Linked DNA regions of Gossypium hirsutum: region 2 is linked to region 1. The links are chromatin contacts, called in public Hi-C maps. All regions are on one chromosome and are shown on one strand. Each heading gives the region's core, a stretch centred on a gene start, on an enhancer-like site or on the middle of the called end of the contact. The rest is flanking DNA. Distances are from core to core; before and after follow the strand shown. Region 1 has its middle 13 kb from the start of LOC107952193. Region 2 has its middle 25 kb from the start of LOC121217566.

Evidence for each region. Hi-C and Micro-C count contacts between places; a contact is called where the count stands out from the background.
Region 2: a contact with region 1 is called in a Hi-C map of leaf, with 2.2 times the contacts expected there. The contact joins two enhancer-like sites. A contact is called at or near these places in 2 of 34 Hi-C or Micro-C datasets (both in leaf).

What each region holds. Positions count from the first base shown.
Region 1 is chrA02:34,600,637-34,604,707 of Gossypium_hirsutum_v2.1, reverse strand. No RefSeq gene overlaps it. Among protein-coding and RNA genes, the nearest start is that of LOC107952193, 13 kb to the left of the region's middle. Within about 2 kb of position 2,492, at least 8 of the 9 cell types and tissues checked have an H3K27ac peak or open chromatin away from gene starts, as enhancers often do. A contact at or near this core is called in leaf, where this site is marked.
Region 2 is chrA02:34,995,910-35,000,180 of Gossypium_hirsutum_v2.1, reverse strand. No RefSeq gene overlaps it. Among protein-coding and RNA genes, the nearest start is that of LOC121217566, 25 kb to the left of the region's middle. Within about 2 kb of position 3,005, at least 6 of the 9 cell types and tissues checked have an H3K27ac peak or open chromatin away from gene starts, as enhancers often do. A contact at or near this core is called in leaf, where this site is marked.

The DNA of each region.
Region 1 (4,071 bases), core at 1,243-3,742:
CCATTATAGTTTTTCCCCTAGACTTTTACAAAATTGCAATTTAGTCTCTAGGCTTGCATATTGAAATGTACTCATTTCCATTACTGCCCAAGCCTAGCCAAATATTTCTTATACTCATAAAAGCCCACATTACTCATCAAAACAGATTTTTATCACTCAATTTACATTGCTTTCAATTTAGTCCTTTTTAGGTGTTTTCATGCAAAATCATTTAACAAAAGATGTTCATCATACATCAAACTCATATATTCCCTCATAAAACACCAAAGAACATGCATGTCACACATGAGTAACATTTTGAACACAAATCCTAGCTCAAAATATGGGTAGAAATAGATAGATTAAGCTTCAAGGATTTCATAAATGCAAAGAACATTAAAAACGGGGCTAGGATTGACTTACTATCAAGCTTGGAAAATTTGGAAACCCTAGCTATGGCTCCTTTCAATTTTAGGCACCCCTTGAAGAAGATGGACAACATTTTCACTTGATTTTTCCCTTTGTAATTCATTTAATTACCAAATGACTAAAATGCCCTTAAAGCCTTTCTTTCAAATTTTTCCTATGCATGTCCATTTTTGTCCAAACTTTTAAAAATTAGACAAATTGCTAATTAGGTCCTTCTAATTAATAATCTATTGCAATTTCATGCTTAAAGCTTCTAGAACACAAGTTTTGCATCTTTTTCATTTTGGTCCCTACAGTTCAATTAGACATTTTATGCATAGAATTTCTTCATGAAAAGTTTTTCACAAGCCTGTATACCTATCATGGACCTCATAAAAATCATAAAACAATTATTTCTATCTAAGATTTTTGGTCTCAAAACCACTGTTCTGACTAGGCCATAATTTGGGATGTTACAACGGACATATTCCCTTGAAAGTCCCACTGATTCTTCACTAGATTATCAAAATCAAGGTGTTCAACCCAGCCTGCTAAGAACCTAAATTGTCTTCCCCTAGGCAAGTCTAAACTCGGATTGAGGCTGAAGAGAAGAGGTCCGTGAACAGATTTAATCCTTAGAAGATGAGTAATTAAGCTATTTGGAAAATAGTTAACCCAAGCCTCATTTCCCAATGCACGAATCAATCTTTCAAACAGATTTACCCTTATGCCATGTAAAGGGAGGTCCCCTGAACCCCAAATCATGAAGGTTAGCCAATTTCACAAAATTACCAAAGTGAGGGCATCTCTTGCCAGCCGAAAGGCCATCCATTTTCTCATTTGAGGAAAGAATAGCATTAAAGTCTCCGATCACCATCCAAGGAGTTTGCCCAACAGGAATAGTATCTCTCAAATCATACGAAAGGTTTTTCCGCTTCTGACAATTAGGACTTCCATAAATGAACCTAATTGAAATCAAATTTGACGAAAAACTAAGCCAAACCCGAGTAATAATGAATTGGGGGTGTTTTCGTATAATCTCAACTTTAACAGACTTATTCCATCCAATCCAATGCCCCTAGCATAACCAATAGCCTCCATTTGGTGAGAAAATTGAAATCCCAAATGTGCAATAATTTTATCAGCCTTGGGCCCACTAACTCTACTTTCGAACAAGCTAATAATATTTGGTCTGTACTCCATAGTATACCCACGAAAAATGCGAGGAAATCTGGCATTGGTGCATCCTTGACAATTCTAAGAAAAAATCGAGAGATTCATAATTAATAAAAAATTGTAAAGAACCATACCATTGCTATCGGGAATCATTCAATCCACTAGGGTTAGATTCAACAAGCACTCCCATTTTATCTTCGTTCGAGAGGTCAGAGGATATAAGCTTTGCCACCTATTTCATAGAGTCAGCTAAAGAAACTCGTGAGTTTACAGAAGCTTTAAATATACTCTCGCGTCCCTTTAAGACATTACTATTATTATGTCCTCCTTTAGTAATGCCAAAATTTTCATTGCTTTTTCGATCCTTATTTCCTGTGTTGCCTGCACTTATAGGCTCAAAAGTATGACCTTTAGACTAATAAGGAGAATTAGAAAATTTTTTAAAAGTGACAGCAAAGTGTTTCCCTTGATCTAAAATATTATCAGTTAGCTGGACCTCAACCTTTACAAGGCCTTCAAAAGCTGGGTTGAAATATGCCTTGATATAATTTGAGTTGCTAGCTCGCAGTTTAGAGTCAAAATGGTTTCCAAAGTTACCTGCATCCGAAAAAACAGTAACAAATTCTAGGTTAGTCGAAATTAATTTAACATTTGGAAAAACCTAAGGTTTCTTGGAATTGGACTATGCAGGAGAAAGCTATTGGTCATTAACGGGCCTGGAGAGAGGCAAAGGCCTATCTTGGTTTTCCACCGATCCACAAGCTTGAATACTTGTGGTCCTTGAATTCATATGTATACTGGATGCAAAAAGATTTGTTTCAATTGGACAAGCCTGCAAACATAATCCGTTTGGGTTCTCTTTGGATGGCGGCCTAACCAGAGACCCATTTGACCCACTATCAATCATTATATTTTTCCTCAGACTTTTCAGCCTTATTCTGTCATTTTCTTGGCCCAAATGGACTCTTCCCCCCATGCGCTTAGTAACTAATTTAGTAGTATTCTTTTAGGCTTCCAAATTCAGGCCCGGATTGCAAATATTCTTTTGGGCATCTGAATCAAGAACCAATTTTTTAGTAGCTTTAATATGCGGGTAAGTCACAGATTTAATATTATTTTCTTCCCTAGAATCAAGGGGAATCAAATCAGATTCCACCGCATTAGCGTTTAATCCCCCAAAATCTGCCTTTGTCGTCTCTTCTTCACTGCCAGTCCTCTTACCTTTAATGTTAAGGACATTAAATTTGGAGCCCAACCTCCCTTTTCTAGCAACCATACCACCAGAATTCTGAGAGTTCCTTGATCTTCACTGGGATCTATGCTCCACCAACATCTAAGGACTGAAAGTTGGTTCAGAGTCCTTCCTAAGGTAGCCATTGTTGTTGCTTGAACCACCGTCAATCACCACTTTGTCACTAGCTTTGTCCGATGTTTCTTTCAATAAGGGACACAACTCCCTCACATGCCCGTATTTTCCACAGGTAAAACAAACCGTTGGTAAGGCTTTATATTCCACCCTCTGAATTTTTCCATTAACACAAATCTGAGAAATGAGAGGCTTATCCAGGTTGATGAACAGAGCCATTCTGGAAAATCTGCCCCTAGTTCTATTATCGGTATTAAAGTCAAACTTTACAACCTTACCGATCATGCTTCCAATTGCCTCGAGGATCATCCTCTTGTACATAAACCCAGGTAATCCAGGTAGCCTGATCCACGCCATAACTACACTTGGGTATGGTTGAAGGGGAGAAAAGTCTTTTGTCCACGGTTGGACTGTCAAATATTGCCCAAAAATTATCCATGGTCCCTGTGTTAAAACATCGTCATAATCCTCCTTGTTCTAGAACTTAGCCAAAAAATACCCATTCTCAATATCCATTAATTGAAATGGATGTATATGCTTCCAAAGGTTTCTAATTCGAATAAACAGAACACCATAGCTGATATTTTGGCCTAGTAGTTTTAAAACTACTGTCATCTCCATCTCTTTGTATAAAATTTCTTTGACTCGATCGGAGAAATCAATTGTCGGGATTCCATTAACAGTGGACCTTATAATATCATCGTCCAACAGAATAAAATCTCCATCACTTCCCCCATCAACCCCCGCAACTTCCTGACCAGCACAAGACAAACCAGCCCCAAAGAGTTTGTCTTTCCATGACATTGTCGCACTTAAAGGTGGATCAGAGTCCATAGCCATATCCACAGAAGCCCCATCGGAATCATCTTTAAACCTAATTTTCTTGGTGTTACGATCTTCAGATAATTGTGAATCACCATCACCGTCACCACTTTCAGAGAGTTTTCCATCAAAGAACCTAAAAGATTAACATGATGATGCTTTTATTTATTACTAGTATTAGTTCCCTTCTTACGCAAAGGTTATATATTTACACGATTTGTAATTAAATTGTAAAAATGAAATGTTTTAAATAACAATAAAAGTTCACTTTATTTATCAAAATTTGTAACTTCACTTTTTCAATGTCGCTACTCTTAACC
Region 2 (4,271 bases), core at 1,756-4,255, 390 kb before region 1:
CTTTGCAATTTGGTCTTATTTCATGTTCAATTAAGGCTCAAATTTAATTGTGTATCTTTATATCTAGGTATTTATGATATGATTGAATATTTGAATTATTTGTTTATGGTATATTTGATCAGAAATTTTAAAAATGTTAAGAAAAGAGTCTCTATTTGATCTCAGGTTCACTCTAAAGCATTCGTACACTCGTATAGGACCAGAGAAAGAATGTTCATGTTATTCAATATTGTATTATTGATTAATTGCATGATTGATGAAGTGAAATGATGTTTTTACTGTGAACTTGTTAGTAGTTGCTCTGGTAGTGAATGTGGCACTCTGTTGCTCGGACCCGACGATCGCGTCGAGTAAGAGGTGTTACAGAAGCCACCGACGAAAGTAAGGATGATAAAAAAGGAGAAGCAATAGGGCTCGATGAGGAAATTGGTGAGAGCACTAACATGAAATCAAAAGGAAATGAATCAACATCAAACTAAACCATTTAACTGACCCCAAGAAGAAAAACTGACGAAATAAGAGGCGAGGAGTAGCGGCTCCAAGAAAGTTTTCTCCCACTGAGGAAATTGAAGCACCGCTAGCTTTAAAAGGTAGAAACAACCTAGAAATTTTGACAATGACCCAAAAGTTTAGTCAAAATTCGAAGACAAATCGGAGAAAACATTAGCAAAATAGAGATATCATGACGACTACAAGAAGGTTATACTCACGAGGGGAGAATAGATACAACAAATCCAACTAAACTATAGATCTATTCAAAATTGTATGATGCTATTGAACGGGGTGAATAATATTCAATTACATATGCTATTGCTTAAATCTAAATAAAAAATATTTTTTTGAGGTTCTTTGTTATACCTTTTAAATAATAGTATTTTAATGTATTATATTCGGTAAAAGTATTAGGGAAGCCCCTATACTTAGGAGCGGGTTGCATTTCAGCCCCTCTATGAAAAAAGGGCAAATTTAACCCTTATACATTTCAAAACGTGCAAATTAGCCCCTCCGTTAAATTTTATCTACTAAATGATAATGTGGAACATTAATTTAAATGGTTAATTACTAATTTGGTCCCTAAACTATGCTAAAATATCATTTTAAATTTTTTAAAAACTTTTCTTCACAATAATTCTAAAAAATATTTAAAATAAATATAAATTTTTTAAAATATTAAAATATTAAAATTTATGTTAAAAAACGCAACAAATTTCTACCTCAATGTTTACAAAATTTTTCATTTTAGTTGTAATACTAAAAATTCAATAAGTTTGGCCATCATTATTTACAAAATTTGTCAATTTAGTCTTAATCTAAAAAGAACTCTAAAAAATTGGGAAAAACACAAAAAATTTTAGGGTAAACTACACCAATTATCCTTGACCTATAATTAAAATTTTATTTTGATACTTTCAAAAAAAATTTAAATCTTAAAAATTAGAGTAAAAATAATTTAAAGAAGTATTGAAACTATTTTTTTTTAATTTGATTTGCTATCATTTTTTTTCTTTTTTTTTCTTTAAGAAATCAAAGCTAGATTTCCATTAAAACAAAGTCAAACCTAGACTTATTAAGGGTAAGCTACAAATATGGTCACTAAATTTTTGCAAATTTCTTTTTTTTTCATTGGACTATGAAAAGTTACATTTTGGTCACTAAAATTATCAACTTATAACGTTTTGGTCACTCATCCCTTAAAAGTCGTTACACTCTTAACAGAAAAGTGACGTGGCACATAATTGAAGGGTTAATATATATAATTTGACCCCTTAATTATAGCTAAAATATTCAGTTTTGTCCTTTTACAACATTTTCTAATGGTAATTTGTCAAGGAAAGATTTGAGATAGTAGAAGCAAGGAATGAGGACGTAACCACAGGAGGAGCTGGCAATCAAGAAATGGTCACCAAGGACAAATGAGAATTACGCAGAAGCTTGAGAGAGAGAAAGGCACCCCTGGCCTTAACCGATTTTGTCCGCTTCTAAGGATCCTAAGGATTAAGAATATAAATAATAGTGCATGTAAAATGAGAAATCTATCTGTAGTCCTTGGATATTTTCCCAACTCCTTAACCTACAATCTATTCTCCTTTTCTATTCATACATTCTCTTTTTTTGGTTACTGACACATAGCATTTTAGTTCTTTCATCGAGATTGGACAATATGGTGAATTACACCAAATCCATAAAAACTTTACAGGAAAAGAGTGCCCGTCACAATAAAATTTTGGTCTCTCCCCAATCTCAAGCGAAGGATCAGATGCAATGGAATGCAACCACTCAGCAAACCCTTCAGGATGTAATCCACTAGTTAAAAGTGATTTATGCATAGTTGGGAGCTATGGCAACCACTTCTTACGATGGTGAAGGTACACGGGAAATCATGGTTAATCAAGGTAAGGCAAAGATGATATCTGAATCTGATGTCGTATTTCCCTTCTCACCAAAACTGGTTCAAGTGGAGTTACCGCTTTTAACGGGACGGACCCAGAAGAGTGGCTAGCATCCGTGAATGACTTCTTTGAGTTTTACGACACTAAAGACCACATCGAGCAACCATGCATCCTTTAGAATGGAAGAAACTGCCAATAAATGGTTCTGTTGGATGCAACAACAATGTCAACTGGCAAGTTGGCACTATTTGGTCGGAGGGATTCGATGACAGTTCGCAGTGATGGAAATCAAATCGTCGGAATAGCAGCTTTCTAAGTTTATCCAAACAATGACAATGGAAGATTATCAAACACGTTTTGAAGATCTTGCCTTGCGCACAACCAACCTATATGATGAATTCCTTACACAATGTTTTGTGTTTGGGCTTCGTTCAGACATAAAAAATAAGGTCATGGGCTATCAATCCAATTTATGAATGAAGTACTTGCTCTGGCCCGCTTTCATAAAGCCAAATTCAACGAGACATAAAATTTATTAGGTCGGGTACCGGGTCTAAAACTATTGCCTCTATTACCAACACTCACCACGTTTCTTATTAGGCCTAAAGCACAACCTAGACACCCACCTCCATTAGACTGTCACACAATCTCTCCTAACCCTATGCAACCCCGCAGGATTTCTACTGTTCAAGCTCAAGCAAGACGAGAGAAAGTTTTGTGTTATTATTGTAATGCTAATTTCGTTTCGGATCATAAATTTAAGGATCCTCAGTTACTTCTATTTGATGATGAACTTAAGGATGAGCACCTAGTTCCGGGGACAAATGCGGTAGAGAATAAAGCCAATGAACTAGAGGGTTTCAACGAAACCGTACAAGAACAATTTTTGGTCTCCTTCAATGCCCTCGCAGGCTGCTTAACTCATAATACCTTTTGTGTTACAGGGGAGATTCGAGGCTGTCAGATACGTATTTTGATTGACGGTGGCAGTACACAACTTTTTACAATCCCGAATAATGAAACATTTAGGTTTGACAATGACGGCAACGCCAAATTTTAGGGTTTTGGTGGGTAATGAAGATAAGTTACAGAATGAAGGTTGTGTGCATGATCTTAAACTATGATTTTAGGGCACTGAATTGATCATAGACTTCTATGTGCTACCTTTTGAAGGTACCGAATGGTTTTAGGGGTTGCTTGGATGGCCACTATAGGGCCAGTGAATATGAATTTTTCCACGTTTCAGTTTCAATTCCGTCAAGGGGAAAAGGAACATCGTTAGCAAGGGGAAATAGGGTTGGCACCTCAACCAATACAATTGCAATTCTTACGGTGTCTGAAAGACACTAAGGTAGTGGCTGTGTATTATTGTTTACAAATTGATACGGGACCAGCGACGGAAGGCACAGTAGAACCAAAGCATAAGAGAAATCTATTGGCTGAGTTTGAAATGGTTTTTGTTGCTCCGCACGATTTACCCCTGTTACAGAAACCAACCATGCTATCCATGTAACACCCCTTACCCGTATTCGATGCCGAAAGAGGGTACAAGGCATTACCAGACTCAAATCCCAAGCAATCGTACAATTTTAACCCATAATTTTTTGTCCAAATTAAAACCATTTGTAATGTAACACCCCGAACCCGAGACCGTCGCCGGAGTCGAACACGAGGTGTTAAAAGACTTCAAACCACTTATTTGACATTTCCCAGACAAGCTGCCAATCTGCGTGCTAGTCGCTTTAAAAATCATATCTTGAGTTCTGAAACTCGAAATCCAGTTCCGTAAATTTTCCCTGGAACTAGACTCATAAACCTATATGGTAGAATTTTCGTAGAATTTTTGGTCAGGACAATTAGTACAGTTTATTAGTTAAATTC